Linked DNA regions of Mus musculus: region 2 is linked to region 1. A link is a contact called in public Micro-C data. All regions are on one chromosome and are shown on one strand. The core of a region is the stretch at or near the end of the contact, and the rest is flanking DNA. Distances in the headings are between cores, read along the strand shown.

Region 1 (3,088 bases), core at 406-2,905:
ATTAAAGGAATATGCCCCCACAATTGGTGTAAAACACATACATACTCACAACCTTTTCAGGGACTAGATAATAGCCTCCATTGTAGAGCAGCTGCTTAGCATAATGATTGTCCAAGATTCAATCTCTAGCATGGCCAAAACGTAATTATATCTTTTTCGACATCCCTTTCTCTCTTCAGGCCACCCCCAAATCTAGGTACTTATCACCTCCCTGGAGGATTTTTGCAGCAACTTCCAGTTTATTTTGTAGTTGTTGTTGTGCGTCTCACATAGCTCAGCTTGCCCTGGAACTCGAAATGTATTCTAAGAAAACCTTGAATTTCTGATCTTCCTGCCTCCTACTCCCAAGTGTGGAATTATAGGCTATTACTACTACACCGGGTTTATGGGTTGCTGAAGGAACTCAGCTTTCTGCAAGCTAGTCAAATACTCTTCCAATGGAGTTACATCCCTAGCCACAACATGATTGTAAGTTTTGGTTTTGTTGTTTCTCTCCGCATCGCTGGGGAATCGAACCCACGTTCTTGTACAGAATTAATAAGTGATCTCCCTGGTTTGCTTTCTACCTTCAGTCTTTGTTCAAAATACTCCATGGATTTTGCTCCGGGCCTTCCTATGATAACTAGCGTGGTCTGATGAAACCAGTGTTCTAGGATCTCCAGTTCTTTCCGACCTTTCTAGCCGTTTCTTTTTCTAATATTCACAACCTCTCCACGACACCCTCGCTTTGGGCTTTGCGAGGCTGTCCCATACCAACGGACAGGGCATCTCTCTTCCCCAGCAGCGAAAGCACGGGTCAAATGGGAATAAGAACCTCTGCCCTGCCCCTTGGAAGGATCCAGTTTGGCGATGCTGCAATAAAACTTCTAATAAACGATCAAGATGAGGTGAGAGCTGGACCGTCTGAGTCCGCTACCGAAAAACTTCTTGCAGACAGCTTCAATCAAAGCTGTTCACCGTTGGGCCCCGCCCCTCAAAAACCAGTCCAATAGCCAGGCCTTGCCTCTTCAGGTCAAAAGCTAAGCCCCGCCCCTCATAAACTCAGACGGAAGACCCGGCCCCAAGGGGGATTCAAAAATCCAGGCCCCACCTCTCAGAGCACGTGAGCACTCAAACGCGCGAGGTTCCGCCTCCAGCACGAGCAGCTAAGTCCCGCCCCTCAGGTCGTGTCAACGGCCAGGTCTTGCTCCTCCTAACACTCAGACTACCAGTTCTTCCACCCCAAAAGACGAAAACCGTCAAGATTGGCTCCTCACGACGCCCCAAAGGCCAATCGCCGCTCCACAGTACTTGCAACTGTCCCCAGTCCCTCCAAGCGCGCCAACGGACAGGCCCTGCCCCACAGGGAACGGAACCTTCTGGCCCGCCCCTCGAGGCGCGCACGTCCCAGGCTCCGCCCTTATAGAGTTCCAACTGCCAGGCCCCGCCTCACAGCGCCCGCTAACGGCCAGGCCCCGCCCTCAAGGCGCTCAAGAGGCCAACCTCCGCCCTGCAGAGCGCTCCAACGGCCAGGTCGCTTCCCATAGGGCATCGTAACGACTAGGTCCCGCCTTCCGAGGTGCGCTTGGGACCAAGCCACGCCCCAAAGAGGCCAACGCTGGCCAGCCCCGCCCCTCGAGGCGCGCCAACTGTCCTCCCCCGCCCCCTCGTGCGCCGAGACGTGAGGACGCCGGCGTCGTAGGCTGAGGTGGCAGCTGTCCCGCAGTCATGGAGCTGCCGCAGATGCCGGAGCTGATGGGGTTGTCCCTCCTGGTGGGTCTGCTGGCCTTGGTGGCCACGGCGGCTGTGGCGCGGGGCTGGCTGCGGGCCGAGGAGAAGCCCAGCCAGCCCGTCTGTAAGTATACCGGGTCGGGTGGCGGTGACTCTGGGGACTTTGCTCCCGGCCGCCGCGTGGTACGAGGAGCGTGGAGAGTCACGGACCTCAGTTTCCCTGGTTGTGAGATGAACTTTCCCGTGTAGGTTTCGGGTTGCAGGTGCACCCCAGGGACAAGATTCTTTGGAACCTGGGAGCTGCGCTGCTACGTGGTCGGTGACTTTTCCTGGGACACCTCCCACCACCACCACCACCTATGTCCCCGGAGCTGCTACGAAAGCTCAGTCAGACCCCAGGTTTGCTATGTGTTCGTGTTCTTAGAAAATGGGGGTCATTTGAAAATACTCTTCAGCCAACTCTGACCGGCAGGAACGTTTTCTGAACTCCTGTTACCTATACCTAGCTTCGAGGTCTTTTTAATACGTTCAGTAACCGAGAAGCTTGTAAAAGTGTGGTCTACACTGTAGATCTAAATTGTAAGCATCTGAAAAGGCAAGCGAAATAGACATTGTATTAAATTTCACAAAGGAGTTAATACTATAAAAGGATCGAGAGTATGAATGGTCTTGCTGCTTTTATTTATTTATTTTTTAGGGAATAAAAGTTGGGGATTCCGGGAACTCTTCAGAGAGGGTAGGGAACCCATTGTGAGTTTCTGAGACATGGTTTCACAATGTTGTCCAAACTGGCCTTGAGCTCTGGTTATTACTGCCTCAGTCTCGGGAGCATTGGAGTATACAAGTGTGTGTGTGCTCCCCATACCTAGCCTTGTGAGGTGCTGGGTAGGTGAAACCCAGAGGCTCAAGCAAGTGCTGTTCCACGGATCTACACCCCCAAATCTGTGATGTGAGTTGTTCAGGGATGCCAGTGTAGGATTTTGCCTGGGAGGCCAAGGAAGAAAGAAGGTTCTTTTGTTTGTTTTGTTTTTTCGGGACAGGGTTTTTTTTTTTTGTTGTTGTTGTTGTTGTTGGGTTTTTTTGTTTGTTTGTTTTTGTTTTGGTTTTGGTTTTTTGGTTTTTCGAGACAGGGTTTCTCTGTGTAGCCCTGGCTGTCCTGAAACTCACTTTGTAGACCAGGCTGGCCTCGAACTCAGAAATCCACCTGCCTCTGCCTCCCAAGTGCTGGGATTAAAGGCGTGCGCCACCATCGCCCTGCAAGAAAGACAGTTCTATCAGCAGCAAAACTCAAGAAGACAAGGGATTCCAGAAACACTTGGAGGCTGCTTGGACATGGTGCGGCCATAGACCGCCTGCCTAGGATTCCCCTAGTGAGGGG
Region 2 (3,093 bases), core at 566-3,065, 130 kb after region 1:
GGCCAGGCTGGCCTTAAGCTGTCTTTGTCTCAGAAAATGATGAAGTCTTGAATTTGGGAATTACAGGCCTGTGCCACCAAGCCGAGCTTGTCTGTCTGTAAGCCCAGCGCTGCAGGGTGGAGAGGAGTGAGTGGCTGGGACTCCCTGGCCAGCCCACTTAGCCTATTACTGAGCTACAGGTCCAAAGAAAGCTACAGGAAGGCAGAGGGGCTGGCGAGATGGCTTAGTAGGTAAAGGCATCTGCTGCAGAGGGTGACAACCCCAAGTTTGATCCCTGGGTCCCCACATGGTGGAGAGAGAGATCACCTGGGTCCCCTGTTCCACCGGAGGAGACCACACTGTCTCTCACGGAAGCTCCTGAGATGCCTTAAAACAGTATGGGTGGTGGGTTGGGGAGCCGATTCTGTCGTCCTGGCACTCAGGAATGGAGGCAGAAGGATCAGGGGTTTTAAGGCTAGCCTGGGCTATCTGAGACCTTGTCTTTAAAAAAATTTTTTTTCGCCGGGTGTGGTGGTGCACGCCTTTAATCCCAGTGCTCGGGAGGCAGAGGCAGGCAGATTTCTGAGTTCGAGGCCAGCCTGGTCTACAAAGTGAGCTCCAGGACAGCTAGAGCTATAAAAGAGAAACCCTGTCTAGAAAAACCAAAAAAAAAAAAAAAAAATTTTTTTTTACAGGGAGCCCTGGGGTCTGGTCCCAGCACTATATAAAGCCAGGCTTCGGTGTGTGCACTCAGGAAGTAGGGATGGAAGATCAGAGTTCATGGTCCAGGGGTACCAGAGGTCAGTCCCAGGTGTCTTCCTCCACTGCTCTCTGCTTTCTTTTTAGTTATGTTTAAATTACATTCATTTGTATGTGTATGGGGGAGTGTGGGGGTCAGAGGTCAGCTTGTGCTTTCTCGACTCCCACCCTGTGTAGTGTAGCCCAGGGATCGAACTCGGATGGTCACACTTGGCAGCAGCCACTTTTACCCACAAAGCCATCTTGCCAGGCCCTCCTCCTCAGTTTATGAGATGAGCTTTCTCATGGAACCTGCTATTCACTAGATGATAGGTTGGCTGGTCACTGAGTACCAGGGATCGGCTTGTCTCCATCCTTATGCTTGGCAGGGTCCCTCTGGGCACATTTGGTGACAGCATTGCTGACAAGGCAGCGCCCACTTCATCATCCATTTAGGTTGACGAAGAGCCCATGTCTCCTGGGATAATGACAGTGGGGTGTTGGAAAAATGTCTCCCGACCTTCCCTCAGAGACTAGAGGGAGCAGCCACCCTGCCCAGGAAGAAACGCTTTATTTTCTTTTTTTCTCCTCCTCTGCCCCTGGGGTTCACATTTCCTGTGCCTGGGCCAGGACATAACCTTCGCTGTGAGTGTTTTTTTTTTTTTTTTTTTTCCACACACACACTCCACGCACGCACGTGTATTTTGGGAAAGAGGAGGAAAGCTTCCAAGCTCTGTTAAGAGTAAAGTGAGCGGGGCACGGCGAGTGCAGACAGAGGCCCCTTTCATCGCCCAGGCCTTGTGCCCCGGGCCGCTGCCAACACAAATGCAGGCGGATCCGAACCCGCACAGCGCCGGCCACGCTCCAGTCCGCGGTCCCGCCGCCCCGCGCTGGCGCCACGACACTTTCTGCTGACGGCGACGGAATCGCAGGCGACGCAGGAGCCTTCGCCCCTGAGGGATGGGGGTGGGAGACCGGGTAGGGAGGGTGAGTACCTAGCTCAGTGTCACCGCCGCGATGCTCTATCCTCCGCACACACTGCGGCTGTCCTGTAGGTGCAGAGTGGCTCGTCCATGAAGCCCGTTTGGCTCCCAGCGGCTAGAGCCAGGCCTCCAACCAGTTGTGTCTGGTTGGAGGGGACAGGACAGGGCTCTCGGGGCAAGATGGCTCGGCGGGTGAAGCACTTGCTGAAAAAGCCTGAGGATCTGCGTTTGGTTATCCCTGGCACTCGTTTGAAAGCTGGGGTGTCTGTTTGCCTAGAACTGGGGAGGCAGAGACAGAAGGACAGAAGGGTGAGAGCTCCAAGTTCATTTAGGAGACCCAGGCTGACAAGTGGAGAGAACCTTAGAGACCCACATAGAGAAAGGAAAACACAAGCAAGCAATCAAAACCAAATAAAACAGCTCCAAGTTGCCCTTTGACCACCGCTCATGTGCCTGCGCTCGCGGTCTCTCTCAATTGTGCGCATTTTCTCTCTCCCTGTCTGTATCTTTGTCTCTGTCTCTGTCTCTGTCTCTCTGTCTCTCTCTGTCTCTCTGTCTCTGTCTCTCTCTGTCTCTCTGTCTCTGTCTCTGTCTCTCTCTCTGTCTCTCTCTCTCTCTCTCTCACACACACACACACACAAACGGAATTAAAAATAAAACAGAGGGGCTGGTGAGATGGCTCAGTGGGTAAGAGCACCCGACTGCTCTTCCGAAGGTCAGGAGTTCAAATCCCAGCAACCACATGGTGGCTCACAACCACCTGTAACAAGATCTGACTCCCTCTTCTGGAGTGTCTGAAGATAGCTACAGTGTACTTACATATAATAAATTAATAAATCTTTAAAAAAAATAAAAAATAAAACAGAGAGTGGCTGGGGAGACACCGTGCCCTGAGACTTCTGGTCTCCAGGCATGCACACGATGCACACCCTATAATAACTGACATGTACACACATGTACACCACACATTCAAAAGAGAAAAAGGGGGGAACGAGGGATGGAAGGGAAAGAAAAAAAGAAAGGACTTGAGGCAATGAGATGGCTCCGCAGGCCACCAAGCTAGAGGACCAGAGTTCGATTCCTGGAGCCCCCAGGGTGGGAGGGAGGACTGATTTTTGTCCTCTGGCTTCACAAGAGCTATGTGGAGCTTCCTCACAGACAAACACACGAAAGAGAGACAAAGAACTGTAAATAGAAGGGAGGCTCTTAGCTGAATCACTTGCCTTGGTGGCCTGGGCCATTGGACGCGAAATTTCTTTCCTACACCTTGGTGGCCTGATAGTTCACCGGCTGGGGCCCAGAATCTCCATTTAATCCCCTGCAAACTGTGTGATTTTCTAGTTTTGATATTTTGTTTGTTTGACATTGTGTTTGTTTGTTGAGACAGGGTCTC

Evidence for each region. A called contact is a pair of places that touch in the nucleus more often than the background predicts.
Region 2: a contact with region 1 is called in a Micro-C map of trophoblast stem cells, with 3 times the contacts expected there. The contact joins the enhancer-like site here to the promoter of Tbl2 in region 1. A contact is called at or near these places in 4 of 39 promoter capture datasets (embryonic stem cells, hippocampal neurons, liver and 1 more), 1 of 15 datasets of contacts at CTCF or cohesin (stem cell-derived epiblast-like cells), 5 of 484 Hi-C or Micro-C datasets (bone marrow, cerebral cortex, embryonic stem cells and 2 more), 5 of 115 datasets of contacts at active chromatin or transcription factors (double positive thymocytes, embryonic limb bud, embryonic stem cells and 1 more) and 3 of 9 other capture datasets (adipose tissue, liver and pancreatic islet).

What each region holds. Positions count from the first base shown.
Region 1 is chr5:135,148,031-135,151,118 of GRCm38.p6, forward strand. It overlaps Tbl2 (transducin (beta)-like 2), which reads left to right and starts at 1,656. Exons shown (of 7, transcript NM_013763.3): 1 at 1,656-1,834. The coding sequence starts at 1,708.
Region 2 is chr5:135,275,101-135,278,193 of GRCm38.p6, forward strand. No RefSeq gene overlaps it. Among named protein-coding and RNA genes, the nearest start is that of Fzd9, 26 kb to the left of the region's middle. Within about 2 kb of position 1,816, at least 47 of the 459 cell types and tissues checked have an H3K27ac peak or open chromatin away from gene starts, as enhancers often do. A contact at or near this core is called in stem cell-derived neural progenitor cells and trophoblast stem cells, where this site is marked.